Linked DNA regions of Rattus norvegicus: region 2 is linked to region 1. A link is a contact called in public Hi-C data. All regions are on one chromosome and are shown on one strand. Each heading gives the region's core, a stretch centred on a gene start, on an enhancer-like site or on the middle of the called end of the contact. The rest is flanking DNA. Distances are from core to core; before and after follow the strand shown.

The links. Hi-C and Micro-C count contacts between places; a contact is called where the count stands out from the background.
Region 2: a contact with region 1 is called in a Hi-C map of mammary epithelial cells, with 4 times the contacts expected there. The contact joins the enhancer-like site here to the promoter of Klf5 in region 1. A contact is called at or near these places in 3 of 12 Hi-C or Micro-C datasets (the Rat2 cell line, frontal cortex and mammary epithelial cells).

The regions. Positions count from the first base shown.
Region 1 is chr15:82,469,041-82,473,766 of GRCr8, reverse strand. It overlaps Klf5 (KLF transcription factor 5), which reads right to left and starts at 1,686. Exons shown (of 4, transcript NM_053394.3): 1 at 1,153-1,686. The coding sequence starts at 1,380.
Region 2 is chr15:82,809,737-82,814,075 of GRCr8, reverse strand. No RefSeq gene overlaps it. Among named protein-coding and RNA genes, the nearest start is that of Klf5, 340 kb to the right of the region's middle. Within about 2 kb of position 1,590, at least 35 of the 93 cell types and tissues checked have an H3K27ac peak or open chromatin away from gene starts, as enhancers often do.

The DNA of each region.
Region 1 (4,726 bases), core at 437-2,936:
ACTTTAATTTTTCTCATCTTTTTTGACATTGAAGTTAGAAAAAAGATCAAACCCCAACTACGTGAAATGGTTCATAAAAACCCCTGCACCTTAATCGATGAATAGGAGTCTTATTTTTGCTTTTAATTTTCAAAAGAATGTCACCTCGGACCTCAGATCATCAAGATCTGGATGTGGATGAGGACGGACGGGATTTCCCGGATATGCAGGACTTAAAAATAAAGATTCATGCTGTGACCATGTGAGTCACATCTGACAAAATGCCACTGTCCTCTCAAAGCACACTGGCAGACCAAGAATTAGGCGCTGAGTGCAAATACACAATACAGCAAGAGGCTATTAAACTAAGTGTCTTGAAATAAACCGAACTAAACCCTTTCGTGCACTGCGCTCCCGTGGCGGTTAGTGGTTTCTGATTTTAGCTCTTCCAGCTGTTTGCATGTGGGTCTGTTTCCAATTTTTTTTTTCCTTGGGACCAGCTAAAAGTCCCGGGAAGTTTTTTCTAGGCTATATGACTCCCGTGCGTGGGCGAAAGAAACAGGCGCTTGCTCTAATTCGGCTGCTGGGCAAGTGTAAAAGCCAACTGCCAGCTTTCAACGCGACTCCGGGAGGAAATTTACGCGCACAAGAAAAACAACACCCCTGGCCTTTTTTTTGTCCGTGTTCTTTTTAAGGAAAAAGAAGCGGTGTTCCAATACAACCTTAAAATTCTAGTTTCCTAAACGGGGCCCTACAATCCATTCTAGGGTGAGCCACGGAGGCATATGAAACCCCAGTAGTCCAATCTGCATTTTTATTTCACCCCAGAGGACGCAGGCAGGTGGACTTCCAAGGCCAGGGCCATCGGGAAAGAGTGGTCAAGAAGCATTTTAAGCCAAGTTGAGCGTGGGTAGAAGCCTTCATCCGCACGCAAGAAAAGACAAGGTGCACGTGAGCGCGCGGCTCTTTAGCCTTCTCTGGACAGATCGGGGTGGGCCCCCGCCCTGCTCCCCCATCCACTCCGCGGCGCCCCGTCTGGCAGCGCAGGGCGGGGTTGCCCACTCGGGCGCCCGTTCCCGCGCGTCCCAGCCTGGAGCGGCCCCTGTCGCCCGCGCCTCGCAGCGGCGGGACACGCCCGAGCTGGGGAAGGGAGGCCGGCCACTCTCGGCTTACCTGGACCAGCTCCTCGGAAGGCAGTCGCGGGCCGGCGGCTGGCGGCGGCGCAGGCGGGTGGTGGTGCGCGTGTTTCAGATCGTCTCCGGGGAAGAGCGCCGCGTCGCGGACCGGGTTCGCAGCGCCCAGCACCGGCTTGAGCTGCGCGAACACTGGCTCGTCCTGCGCGGCCGGCGGCTGGGGCACTGGTCCCAGGCGGGCGCTCATGGTCAGCACCCGCGTGGGCATGGACGGTCTGGAGACTACGGGAGCGGGGCACGGGGCGATCGCGATTCCCACCTCGCCCGGGCTGGCACAGGACGGAGGACTCGGCGCGGGGCCGCAGCGGGAGACCCCTGGGCCGGCAGCCAGACGCTCAAGAAGGCGGGCACGAAGATCGGGGCTCCTGGGCTCGGCCACGCGTCACCGCCGATGTACTCCGACCGCCACTTTCTCCCGCCCCGCCCCAGCGCTCGCTCGCTCCCTCGCTCGCTCCCTCGCCGGAACCGCTCCCGCCACCTCCAAGCTCCACCAGCAAGCTAAGAGGGCGCGTACCTGCCCCGCAACTACTGACACTTGACGCCCGCCTCTATTTCACCCAACTCCAGGGAGGCAGGGCCAGCTCATGCGACTGGCAGCGTTGTGGCCAATGGCAATGCCCCAAGGCCAGCGGCTAGCCAATAGAAAAGAAGCCCCACGAGGTCCCGCCTCCGACGGGCCGACCGCACCCCTCGCGGGCCAGGAGCTTCGCGCGCAGGGCTGCGGCGCAGTTTGTACACAACTTCTCTGACAGATTGGGCCGGCGGAGCACGGGGCGGAGGGAAGGAGAGGAGCGGGTGGAATCTAGGAAGAGGGGGGAATCAGGGTGGAGACGCGAAGGGAGATCTCTCCGAACTGTTCTCTGCCAGGATTAGGGCGAAAAAAAGTATTGCACGTCTTAGGTGTTGTGCAAGGACCTGAAACTCGAAAGCTGAAGGCAGAAGGCAGCTAGGTGGGGGAGCTGAGGTTTCCAGTCTTATCCAATGAGTGTATTTTTTTAAGTATACAAAATGTACTTTAGAGGAAAACAATGGGCGGTGCGGTAACAAATGTAAAACAGCTCTCATTTCTGTGTTTTCAACCGTAGATCTATCTATATACTTTAGCAGATCGCTTATGGCCTGAATAAAATCTGTAATGTCAAGCATTTTTTCAAGTCCTTGCATACCAACCTGGGCACATTTCCCCCTACAGCATTTAAGGAGCTAGAAGTTTTCACAGACATTTCTACTTTCCTTCGCCTGCCGTATGTGGGGGAAAGGTGGGGTAGGCCATATGAATTATGAAGTTTTTAATATTTAAACCATGTTGATTCTAGTCGGAGCATGGAATCTAATTTGAGAACTAACAGCCAGCTCAACTGGGTATTTAAATAGACATTACATCTTTGGCTTATTTTTGCTAGCACTGTAGTCTCTGGAGGGGGGGAGACGGAGTTTTAATATTTTCAGAAGAGAAGTATGGCCCATCTACCTAATACAGTGGCACCTTTTCCTACGAAACGGGAACCAAAGAAGCCACAAACATACACAGACACTCAACGACCCTGAAAACTGGGAATCCAAATTTGTAGGAAAGCAACGGCCAACTAAATGACCACCTTTTTACTGCGTTATTTTAATGGAGGGTGAGTGAGTGGTTTTGTTTGGTTTGGTTCTTAATTTTTGCCAGTAATCGCTAAAGGAAACTACTCTCCTTAATCCTTAATGTTCTTGTACATGATTTTATCTGGCTTATTGAGAAGCTGAGACAATAAACTGCGACTTTAAAAAATGCCTGTCGTATTGCTATCAACGTACGTCTTTTGACAGCACATTATAGCAGAGTACCTACAGAGAGCACACTGCCCCTTTACAGTGAAGCATCTTTTAAAAAGTTCTTAGGAGAAAAAGTGTACCTCACAGGTATGAGTCTCCTTAAATGAATGTTTGAAGAAAGTCTCACGTGCTGTTTGTTTGTTTGTTTGTTTGTTTGTTTAGCAAAGATAGAATCATATTGTGAACTCAATTTCTCTTCTCCCTTTTCCTTCCTGTTGCAATGATCCATTTTTACAGTTGTCATTGCTGCTTTCAGAGAACGGGCAATGACGCCTTTCAGGATACCAGGGTGTTATTTAATAAGTGTGTGTTTTAAGTGAACAATTTCATGTTGCCAACCTTCATCTTTAAAAACCTGGCCTCATTTTCTCTGTGATTAAACCCGATCATGAGCTCAAATCACTCGGAAACAGGTCATAGAATTGTTGTTGGATTTTAACTTTTTAAAAAGAGGTGATTTTTTTTTTTTACAAGACCTTTGGATGCTTAATGCTGATAATATAACCAAACTAAGGCGTGGGGTATTAATAACTCTTAATACAATATTTCTTTTCTTTAACTCTTAACTCTCAATACAATTTAAAGGTCTTGGACTTTAGCTTTATTTTGATTGACTTTTAAGCCTATCCAGACCAGAGCATCAGTGGGGCGTGATACTTCACTGCAATAAGACCCTTTTACTTTAATGGGAATCTTTCTAAATTTCACAATAGCTTTTTGACATGCTGCCCCTTACAAAGATTTCAATTGCAGCAAATCAAGACCCTCCCAAACCATGTGACAAGCACTGAAGAACATATTTTTATGGCCTTGTCACTCTTTACTTTCCTATTTTTTAAAGGATGTATATATGAGCCTACCTTGGTCTGGTTCATATAGCTGATCCATTTACAGTTTTAAAAATACTCGAATATCTACTTTTTTTTGCTTGAAATGGTGGCATTTATTTAAATGTAATTTCTGGCATAAAGATCGGGGAGTAGGGCCACCGCTTTTAAATAAGTAATCGTTTCTCTCAAATCCTTAGCTCTTCAACCCCACAGAAAATATCCAGCTCAGCTGTGTAGGATCCTACGGAAGTTGGAAGGCAATCCTTTTCTGAGATGTGTACCATGCTGTTCTAAGCACACAGAGACCATGTTTAACCAAGACAAACAGCGCTGTTGACAAACTTGTCCACTCGGCTTCCAAAAAGGGGTTAAAAGTCGATAAATATTTTTCAGATTTTTCCAGGTTCTACACTGGCGTGCCGCCAGCCAGTGTGAATGGACAGATCCTCAATTACTTTGAACTTTCTAGTTCTTTGCATTCCTCCCTGCTGAGTAGTCCTGCACCATTAGGGAAGATGGGAGAACACCAAAAAAGACAAATGTCAGGTTTCAGAAATCAATTAGTGGCCTGGCAGTCGTGTGTGAACTGAAGTGTGCCAAAACAGGGGATTGATTCTGAGGGAAAGAAAGAAAATTGTTGAGTAGTCAGGCTGGCTGGGAGAGTGAGCACAGAGGCAGTGTGCATACTTAGGTCCTTAGTCACTGGGCAGCGAGGATTTAGTCTTAGAATAAACCCCAAGTGTCACTATCTTTACGGGAATAAATACGCCTGAATGTGTGGGGGCTGAGCCGGCATCCAGCTACGGGGGCGGGGGCTTGCAAAAGACAGTGGAAAAAAAAAATAGATAAATAGCTTCTCCACGAGCGGAGGAGAGCAAGGAGCACTCTGCAGGGCAGTGCTTAAAGAAC
Region 2 (4,339 bases), core at 341-2,840, 340 kb before region 1:
CCTGTAAGATTATTTGAAAGTTTTGAGAATAAGAAAATCAATAGGCCTTGTCTAAAACAAAGTCTAGCATTCTGAAAAAATAAAAATGTATTTTAAATTCTGTCTATAACTTTAACTGGGAAGGATCCCAAATTTACCGAATTTAGAACTCTGGGGTAGCTGGGATCTGAGGCAAACAGTAAGATTAGTATATATACCAAAGGTATAAGGCTAACCAGACAATTGTGCTAATGTTAAGTAAATCAGAGATCAGAGCAGTAAATATTTGAGCAAACTTTGTGTCTCAGGAGCAGGGTGACTCACAACCTCCCACAAGTTCAGACAAAGTGGACTTTCGGAAGAAATCACTGTTTTCCCAGTTACTCAGCAAGGCTTAGGGGAAGAGGTGAAAACAGAGAAGGAAAGACCTCCATTGGCTAACAATAGGTGGCGTTTCCAGGAATGAGGCTTAAAGATCAAAGAGGAAAGGAATTGATTAACTCGTTAAGAAAAGACAAGAAATTAGGAAGAAAGTAAAAAAACACCTGGGTTTCTTTTGAGGACAGGTGCTTGCACAAAACGTATCTGTCACTTAACCACTTCTAAATAAATATTCTAGTAGCAACTACTTGCTGGGTAACAGTTGGGAGAAGCAGGACATCCACCGCATGCTGAGTGATTCTGGACGGAAAGATTTACTTCATAAATGAACCCTTAGCTCGCTCCTCGAAACCAAAAGGGATTGGCTTAAACCGCTATTTCTCACTCCCATCTCCAAATGAACTGATTCTGAGTGATAACGCTCACTTTGCCAATTTGCACTCTGTGATTTGGCAGAAGTCACGAAACATGGAACCTTGCCCATTACCAGCATTCAAAACATCTGACATCCCCGAGGGCCTGGCTATTACCTATGCATATTCTCGTGCATGTTCACATGTCCACAGGCCTGCATAAGTCATCACACCACACTCGTGCATGCACGCACACACGCACACACTCACAAACGCATGCACACTCCCACACACAGGTACATGTCTGGGAGTGACATTAGGCACTGGGAAATGTGGCTACACACAAATTATCCTAGGAAATTAATAGGGATTAAAATCATACCTAAAGGTCACTCTTCAAACAGTTGTAGCAAATGTTTGTTCCTTTCTCCGTGATAAAAATAACATCAAGATACTAATATATTCTCCTTTGCGGGTTATATTTTTGTTCTATTTCTATTCAGTGGCTGATTTCCGTTTATATCTATGAAATGAGGAAATGTTCTGGTGTTTTAAATGTGGACACAATGTTGCCATGATTCTAAAAAAAAAAACCTCGAGCGATTCAAAATTGTTCCATGGTAAAACTGCAAGCATCTCCCCCTTTCTAGTGTCTTTGAGTCACTGATTTCAGATGTATTAGTCATATTCCTTAAGGCTGAACCTCATTTTATTAATTTCTGAAGTTTTCTCCTCATATAAAGGTAGCTGGAGTTCTGCAAGAGCATTAGAACAAGATCAGCCTGTTCTCAACGTGACAAATTATACGGTTTCTATGTGAACACTGCCGTTCTTCATTCAGAGTCAGAAAGCATGGGAGCCGAGATGAGTCATAGTTTCCCGACACTGGAAGAACTTGTTTGCTTCTCCAGCCTCTGAAATGCCATCAGAGAAGAGCTTGATTCTTCCCAAGGACAAGCGAATTCTACAAGATCACATTCTAGATAAAGGCATTTCAAGGAAGAGCACACCGCCTCGGTGTAAATTTAACAACGCCACGGTATCCCTTGACCGCAGGGGCAAGGTTGAGGAGGCAGTTTTGTTAACCCTCATGCTGCCTTTAGACAAACCAGTGTCGAAGCTTTCATAGCTGTTCAGACAACAGAATGTTCTAGTCATGCTGATTTCAGTGAGGAATACCAACGTCTTGTAGAGGCGAAGCTCGAACCGCCGAGCAGCAGATTCGTCAATTGTATCGGGTGCTCCGCACATCTGGCAAAGCCTGTGAGCCTGGTATCTCTTTCTACCTGACTGAAGTTTTGACATTTTCCTCAGCCATTTTCCTCCTCAGGCTCATGTTTCCAATGACACAATGTACTCCTCCTCTTCTTCTTCTTCTTCTTCTTCTTCTTCTTCTTCTTCTTCTTCTTCTTCTTCTTCTTCTTCTTCTTCTTCTTCTTCTTCCTCTTCCTCTTCCTCTTCCTCTTCCTCTTCCTCTTCCTCTTCCTCTTCCTCTTCCTCTTCCCCTCCTCCTCCTCCTCCTCCTCCTCCCACCTCCTCCTCCTCCTCCTCCTCCTCCTCCTCCTCCTCCTCCTCCTCCTCCTCCTCCTCCTTCTTCTTCTTCTTTTTTTTTTAGCATGACTGTGACTGTCAGAACAACAGTCCACCTATCCAAATCAGCAAAACGAAAACAAAAAGCAATGTGTACAGGAGGTAGGAAACAAAACAAAACAAAGCAGGCTTTAAGATTCAATAGAATTAAGTTGGGACCTTGGTATCTAAGCAACTCAATTGTTCTCTTCTGCCTCGGTGTCTGCATCAATAGAGAAAACCAGTTAATGATGTGGATCCTGCAGACGCTGTGAAAACTAAAAGACAAGTTTTAAAGGGCTTGTCTACGCGTCACTAACCCTTCTTTAAAACGTAATGAATTTTCCTCACAAAGTAACTTGAGTAAGGATGTATCCAATATGAATTGTGCACACAAGCACACGTACTTTTTAAAGGTTGCCAAATAGAGCTGATGGTTGGTAGAGCCGCTGGTGGGTTTCCTGTGCCGCCAGTGGACGGCCCCGTACCCACGTGCGCATGGGCAGTACTAATTGGATTCCCAGTGTTATTTTTAAAGAGAGACAGGAAATGTGAAGGGAAATTTCCAAACGTTATTTTGAACTTTAAAAATGCTGAAGAAAATTACCACCAAAGAACTCACGAAAACTCTGGATCAAAGACGATCCACAGTTAGTAATTACCAACCTTAATTCCCCGTGCTAAACTGGTAAGATTTCCAGCACTGTCCCCAGCCAGGCCATCTCATTTCTGTGTCACTTTATCAGGATTGACAAAGAAAAGATGAGTTGGGACAGGAAGAGCTTCCTCCCACAGTCTACCTACAGCTGACACCATTCTCCTCAGCTTCTCGGGCTTACTAAGTGTGGAAGCAAACCAGAGGTTAGTAACAAAGTCATCTGCTTCAAATCCTTTCTGAAATGGGTGTTGGCAAATAGATGTAGAAATCAACAAGTGCTAGGAAGACAACCACGGTGTAATATAAACCGTAGAAATGCTCTAGACTCTATAGTCCAACAAATCACTGCCACATACTGACCATGCAGTTTCTGAACCACTCAGCCTGCTTCTTGGTCATCACATGGAGTGGTAATGGCACCACAGACAGTTTTTCTAAGGATGTAAACGTATAGCAGATACGTTTGGTCAGGTTCCCAGGACTTGGTCGACCCTATAGATCTCAGTTTTCTTCCACTGTGAACAGCTATTCTGACCTTAGAATGGGATCTCCTATGTTAAAAGAAATGGAGAAGGCAGAAATAGGCTGGCCATAAATCAAAATCACTGAAGTAGTCATAGTCTTTGTCGTCATAGCGATCACGATAAGATGTTGAAAGGATGGGCAAGTGACTAGCCTGCCAGCATGCTATTGATCCAGATTCTGAAGTGTAGAAAATATTTTCAGTAATGTAATAAAAAAAAAAAAGAGAAAATGAGCAGAAGCGAAAAGCAAAGATGTTTGCCCTCTATAAAGTTGACTCAACTTGCTACTGAAACTGAACTGCAGACACAGCTGGACAATTCACGCAGCCTCCAAACAATAGCAACTACCAAGTCAAAGTAGAAAAGGAGGAATATTTAGTATGTTAATTTTCTGATAATAAAGCTACGAAAAAAATCTCATTTTGGAAGATTCAACTAAAAACATAAACTGAAAAATTAAAATAATCAAATTTATCTCTACCAAAATAATTAACTTGGATTTTTTTCATTCAACAAGGATGGGTTTATGACACATGTATAAAATTTTTAAAAAACTTTTTTTTAATTTTAAAAATCTCAGGAGAAAATTACTCTAATTGTTCTATGGAATAGTGGCCCAAAAGTGTTCAGCCATAACAGAAATGTCTTAAGATCAGTGTGCTGACATTTGCCCCTAATTTCAGTTCTTAGTAGATTTCAGCAGAAGGATCACAGCTTCAAGTTCAGTCCACATAAATATCAGTTTCTAGGACAGTAGACTATACGGTAAGATCATGCAGACAAACAAATAAGGATGACAGAGAATAAAAGGAGAATGTTCAGGGATATGGCAAGGTCAAGTCTGAAAGGACCAGAGGCCCTCCTCATGGAGATGT